2 separate regions of the Cricetulus griseus genome follow, and region 1 is linked to region 2. A link is a contact called in public Hi-C data. All regions are on one chromosome and are shown on one strand. Each heading gives the region's core, a stretch centred on a gene start, on an enhancer-like site or on the middle of the called end of the contact. The rest is flanking DNA. Distances are from core to core; before and after follow the strand shown.

What was found. Hi-C and Micro-C count contacts between places; a contact is called where the count stands out from the background.
Region 1: a Hi-C map of fibroblasts shows a contact between it and region 2, with 3 times the contacts expected there. The contact joins the promoter of Arhgap28 here to the enhancer-like site in region 2. A contact is called at or near these places in 2 of 8 Hi-C or Micro-C datasets (the CHO-K1 cell line and fibroblasts).

What each region holds. Positions count from the first base shown.
Region 1 is chr2:456,875,057-456,878,011 of CriGri-PICRH-1.0, reverse strand. It overlaps Arhgap28 (rho GTPase-activating protein 28), which reads left to right and starts at 1,579. Exons shown (of 18, transcript XM_027397794.2): 1 at 1,579-1,818. The coding sequence starts at 1,697. It overlaps LOC118238264 (a long non-coding RNA gene), which reads right to left and starts at 1,161. Exons shown (of 3, transcript XR_004768065.1): 1 at 785-1,161; 2 at 620-693.
Region 2 is chr2:456,741,319-456,744,512 of CriGri-PICRH-1.0, reverse strand. Arhgap28 (rho GTPase-activating protein 28) reads left to right here. Exons shown (of 18, transcript XM_027397794.2): 8 at 415-580; 9 at 682-773. Among named protein-coding and RNA genes, the nearest start is that of Arhgap28, 130 kb to the left of the region's middle. Within about 2 kb of position 1,587, at least 1 of the 6 cell types and tissues checked has open chromatin away from gene starts, as enhancers often do. A contact at or near this core is called in fibroblasts, where this site is marked.

The sequences.
Region 1 (2,955 bases), core at 330-2,829, 130 kb before region 2:
CTTGTGTCAAGTCGACATAAAACTATCCAGAACATCTTCTTTCAGTATTGTCTGCTATGTAAAACAAGAGTGGCTCTGGGGTATAAAAGCAAAAACTGACAGCAGCCCTTCCAGAAAGCTTGCAGTTAGGAAGGAAGCACCAACTGGCTGCAAAACAGTAATTTGATCTTGAGTTTACAATGAATTTCCCCTCACTTCACTCTGAGAAGAGCTTCCCGGTTCCATCTGGGCTTTGGGGTGGGGAGAAAAGACCATGATCCATTAGCAATCACTCAAGTGGATGCTGGAGCAGAGAATCACATGGGGCACGGGCTGGGCAGACTGCTAATTGCAGGGCAGAATGAGATTACTCCTACAACAAAAGCAGGAGCAATTTTAGAAAGTGGCGGGGGAGCAGGGAGTGGGAAGAGAGCACCGACGTTCCACAGGGGACAGGGAGAGAAATTTTAACAGAGTTCCAGCCAGAAACATGATCAGGGGAAAGACCATACTGCACTTTTGGGTATGCTGTGTGTGTGTGTGTGTGTGTGTGTGTGTGTGTGTGTGTGTGTGTGTGTGTGTGTGTGTGTGTGTGTGTGTATTTATACCCCCTTAAAAAATAAACCCTGGAAGTACATACCATCCACTGAGCCCATGGCAATCAGGACTAGCTTTCAGACAGTCTGGAGACAGTATCTGTCAGTGTGATCAGGCCTGGGTGGAGGAAAGGGATGTTAAGAATGAGGTAAGAGTCTGGCTGCTGCAGTCTTGAGGGTGCAGGAAGGAAGCGCAGCCTTGCACTTACAGGGGACTGCCTGGACACAAGGGAAATCAGGTTTACAGTAAGTTGACTAGCAAACAGCAACGAACCCGATTCCTCAACTTTTGATTTGGATGTTTAAACGAGAGCGTCACGTTTTTTTCTCCTCTTCCTTCCCCAGAGCTCCCATTCCAGACCTCGCCTCTCCCCCCTTGCCTACGGCGTGGTTTCTGTCTCTCTTCTGACTGCCAGGCAGGAAACGTTCCTAGCCAGGGGAGAAGCCTCTCGCTTGAAGGGGGCGAGCAGGAGGTTGAGAAGAGGAAAAGAGAAACAAAGGGAGAAAAACACAACTTTAGTAGGGCAGCTGGCGGGAGCCGCAAGTTTCAAGCATGTTTCCAGTTTCCCAGAAGCAGGGATCCGTGGGCGTGGTCCTCAGTGTACGCTAGTCCGTTCATTGTACTCTGTGGGCGTGGCTCGCGGTACTCTGTGGGCGTGGCCCTCAGTGTATGCTAAGCAGTGGGCTGTAGTCAGTGGGCGTGGCCTGGGTGTATGCTAATCCTGCAGTATATGTTAATCAGTTCATTGTACCCTGTGGGCGTAGCTCTCGGTGTATGCTAATCCACCCGCGGCACTCTGTGGGCGTGGCCCTCGGTGCACGTTAATTCGTCGGCGGCACTCTGTGGGCGTGGTCTCACTGTAAGCTACTCTATCATCTGTGCTGTGTGGGCGTGGCCCTCAGTCTATTCACTGTACTGTGTGGGCGTGGCCTCACTGTATGCTAATCTGTCCGCGGCACTTGTGGGCGTGGTCCCCGGGCGGGAGGGCGGGACCGTCCCAGCCGCCGAGCCGCAGGGCGCCGGACGCTCGGGGCCGCTGGCTGACCCGCTCGCTCCGGAGCTGGTCCACGCTGGTCCGCGTCTTTGTTCTGGGTCTGCGCGGGGACATGCGCGGCTGAGGATGGAGGTGGAGGACTCGGGCGGTGTAGTGCTGACCGCCTACCACTCGCACGCGCGCTCGCAGTCGCAGGGTGCAGAGCCGCGCTGCGCGCCCCGGGCCGCCGCCAGCCTCCCGCTCAGCAGGTACCTACCGGGACGAGCCCACCGAGGGCCGCCCGTCGGGCGGGGAGGGGGACGGGGAGGGGGACGGGAGGGAAGAGGGAGGGGGCGGCGGCGCTCTGGCAAGTTTTTGTGGAGTTGATTAACTGAGCCTGCTGTGTGTATGGTCCTGATTGGAAATGAGAAATGGCCTGGGCAAAAGTCTGCGTGTGACGGGCTGAGGCCAGCGGGGCGGGGGTGGGGGGGAAGCTTGCAGTCCTGAAGAAACTTTATGATGAGTTGGGCACACGCATCATTTCTGTGGAAGGCTCTCACCGGGTACTGGGGTGATTTAAAAATATTATTAAAAAGCAAACACAAGCCAGAGGAAAAGAAAATGAGAAGTTCTCTCAAACACTCAGATTAACTAAAGATAAAGTTTCTCTCAAAAGGAAATCTCCTCTGACGTAAGGAGTTCACTCCTAGTTGTAAGTAGAGTGATGTCATTTAATGACTGCAGCAAATGCAGTTCCTGTTTATTTCTTTGCTTGGGAAGACATGTGCAATCCCTCACCATATGCATTTAGTAAGTCAGGGATCTGGATCGCATTGCTCTGACAGTGCCCGTCTGTTCCACTGAGGACCAAGCTCGGTTAGAGCCCCACTAACTACACCAAAGATGGGTCGACAAAAATATTCCAAAAGTGAGATGGTTTGCGCTCTGGCGTATTTAGGAGAGGTTCATTTGCTTAAGTGTTGCCACCCGCTATGAATACATCACTGGGCGCTTTATTTGTTTTGAAGCCTGCACTTTGGTGTGTCTTGATTTCCTGTCCTCGTGGCATTTTATATCACTGTTATTTTCAACTACTTGTTTTTTCTCGAACCTTTATCTTCATGTGATTATAATTACTTCTGTTTCCCAGTTTAATCAATTTGTGATAGTGTCACAGAACATGCTTTGGAAGGTATCTGTGAGATGAACCAACCCACACTGGCTCAGGGACGACACAGGGCTTAGCTAACAAAGAAATTATTGTTTCTTCCAGGGAGAGCGTGCTGAGTCAAATCTCATTTTGATATAGACAGTGAGAAATGGACCAGTTTGCAGTAGGAGTCATGTACATCATTTAAAGGTTGCTTGAAGATACAAATTCTCCTTTGTATTTACTGTGCAATTCT
Region 2 (3,194 bases), core at 338-2,837:
AGCCAACAGTTAGAGGCCCTGTCTCAAAGAGGGTGGATAAAGGCAAGGACTGACCGCTGAGACTGTCTTCTGACCACCAGATGCCTGCTGTGACATTCATGCCCATGCTTACACACACATGTGCACATACACACAGACACAGAAAGATGAACAAGGAGGAGGCGGTGGCTATGGCCGCTGCAGTGCTAAGCAATTTCACAGCCTTGATAGCCATGCCATCCTACCCTTCTGGCTACAGTTTGGCTTCTAATTAGCCTAACAGTCATCTTCTTGCTTTCTTAAACACCCACTCACTGTTTCCATGGCCCAGGGTGCTCCTTGAAGGTAATTTTCCCCAGTAGGTTTTATTGTGTAAATTTAGAATGTTCTGATTTCATTTGATAAAAAAAAAAAAAACTTCACTGTATATTTCAGAAATTTATTGTCCAGAAAACCAGATTTGGGTGGACTGAAACAGGAGACCTGTCTCCCGAAGACATGAAGAAAATCCGCCATCTCTCTCTAATCGAACTGACGGCCTTCTTTGATGCTTTCGGAATACAACTGAAGAGAAACAAAACGGAGAGAGGGAGAGGCCGAGGTAACTCGTAAGCCAGGCCTCGGCCTCAACGCTGGCCCTGGAACACCAGGACACATTCTGACCCTTGCATTTTCTTCCTCCTTTGGCTATTTCCACTACAGACAGCGGGATTTTCGGAGTGCCACTTACAGTCCTCCTGGACAATGACCGGAAGAAGGACCCTGAAGTGAAAGTCCCCCTTGTGTTACAAAAAGTGAGTCATGTGCAGAGGAAGGGGGAGAGAATGAGCTCATTGGGTATTTTTTCTTAAAAAGTGGGACTCCTGTGGGTTAGGCCAAGCATCCTTCCTCACGGTGCTCTGCAGACGTGTAGACCATTTGCTCTTGTTATCAACCCACTTTTCCTTACTATACAAAGACACCTGACTCGGTACTCACTAGAAAGCAAGTGATTTAAACCACGATTGGGAAGGCTGAGATCCCGAAAGGTATAGTGTCACTCAGTGACAGCCACCTTGGCCATACTACCTCATGGCAGATGTCAACCCAGTGCCAGGAACATGTGTGAGAGGGAGAGTTTGCATTGTCAGTGGGAATTCAGTGAACGACAAGGGTTCAGGAAAGGTCTCCCGTGGGCTCCACCTCTGGAAGTCCTGCTGCTGCACTGTCACAGAGGTCCACACTGTAGACTCATGACTCATGAGGGACGAGCCACTGACCACCTCAGGAGTGTTTGTTGCATGCTGCTGGAGCCTTGCATTGCTCCGAGGTAAGATGTCAGGGAAGACACGCGTGTTCCAGCTCCTAGCTGTCTTCACATGTTGCTTGTGAACACGTATTTGCATGTTTTTTTGTTTTTTGTTTTTTTTTTTTCTCAAGGCAGGGTGTTAGCATCTAGCCCCATGGGCAGCAACCGAAGCATGCTTGCTGCTTGCTCAAGTAGACACTTGCTCAACAGTGACATCCGGTGGCACAATTAAAACACCAGCCTTTACCACAGACCTTGCTGGATTTCAAATTGTTTGTGAATGATACATGAAAACCCTGGCTGAGGACACACAGTTGCTTCACTCACTCTAACAAGTCCACACCCTCACTCTTCTTTCTTCTTGAGTTTGGCTCTTGGCGCCTCATATTGAGCTTCTTCCTCAAGTCTGGTGACTAATTGGCCAGTGATGGAGTGCGGGGGTGGGGGGTGGGTGGGGGGGGGATGGCAGTGACAATTAGGAGATGCTCGTGTCTTCTCTGTGCACTGGGCCCATCTGTGGAGAGGCTCCCCAGGGGAAGGATTGTCCCAATGATGTCATATCCTATGGAGTCAGCATGGAGCAGCCCAAGGGGTTGTTTTCTCTGCTCCTTGCTAACAAGGCAACTGGGGCACAGGAGGATGAGACAACCTAAGAGACAGACTGGGATGGGAGCACTGCAAGTGCCAAGTCCAGAGTCCTGCTGACTGTGCTGCCCCCCCCCCACACACACCTCTGGAATTACAGCACAAATTCTGTGCTTTCTCCTATGTACAGATGGTGGGCTTTGAGGACAGCAGTCTTAGAAAACCCACGGCAAGAATTCAGCCTAAGTTTATTTGACATAGGTGCAAAAACCCCAGCATCGAACTAGGCAACTGGCATTAGATGAGGAGTGCTCAATAAATGCTAAGTGAACTGGAGACTTAGATCACATTCCCAGCACAGCCAGTGGCAGCCATTCTGACTGCTGATGTTGTGTGCCTCACTCAAGGCGGTTTGAGGAGGTACTGTCTATCTCTCAGCTGCTGTGAGAGGCTTGTCTTAGACACCTGTGCCTTCTTTCCCCGTCCCTGACAGGGTATTGCCACCCAAGCATGCAGCATTCTGTTCCAGCTTCCTCTCACTTTCTGAACTTAGAAAGGTTACCTGCCCTCCACATGCCTCAGCCTCCTCATGAGGGGGTTAATAGTACTGGAGGTCAGGGCTGAATGCCCGAGTATGTGCAAAGCACTGAGAACAGGGTTTGACCTTCAAGAAGTGCACAGGAAGTGGAAACTCACTGTTAAAGCTCACCACCACCACCACCACCATCTCCACCACCACCACCACCATCACCACCGTCACCATCACCACCACCACCGTCACCACCACCACCACCACCATCACCACCACTACCACCGTCACCATCACCACCACCACCGTCACCACCACCACCACCGTCACCAATCATCACCACCATCACCACCATGAGAATCTCAGAGAGCAGTTAACTTACATTTCCAAGTTCTTGCATAGTCTTCTTTAACTTCTTAGGCAGGGTCTTTGCAGTTAATGAGAGTAGATTTGGAAGAGACCGAGGACAGCCAGAGTAGTGTGGCTATAGACACAGTTGACTTAGAAATTTTTTTCCTATTGATTGATCTGCAGAAGAGAAATAATGATCAGACTTGAAAGAGTCAAGTTGGCAGAACAGCTTAATAAATAAGAGAACATAGCTGGGAGGGTCAGTGCTTTGCTTAATAGGTGATGTTGAGAAGTTAGGTCTACATGGAGAATTCACTCATTGGCCAATTGGAAGGAATGTTGACATTGTTGAGTTAATTAGCATTTTGGAAATAATTCATATATCAAGTATATATGCATACTTATCAGTCTGTTGGTTATTTCCCTCGTTGTTCAGAATGTTTTCAATGATACAGAGATGTT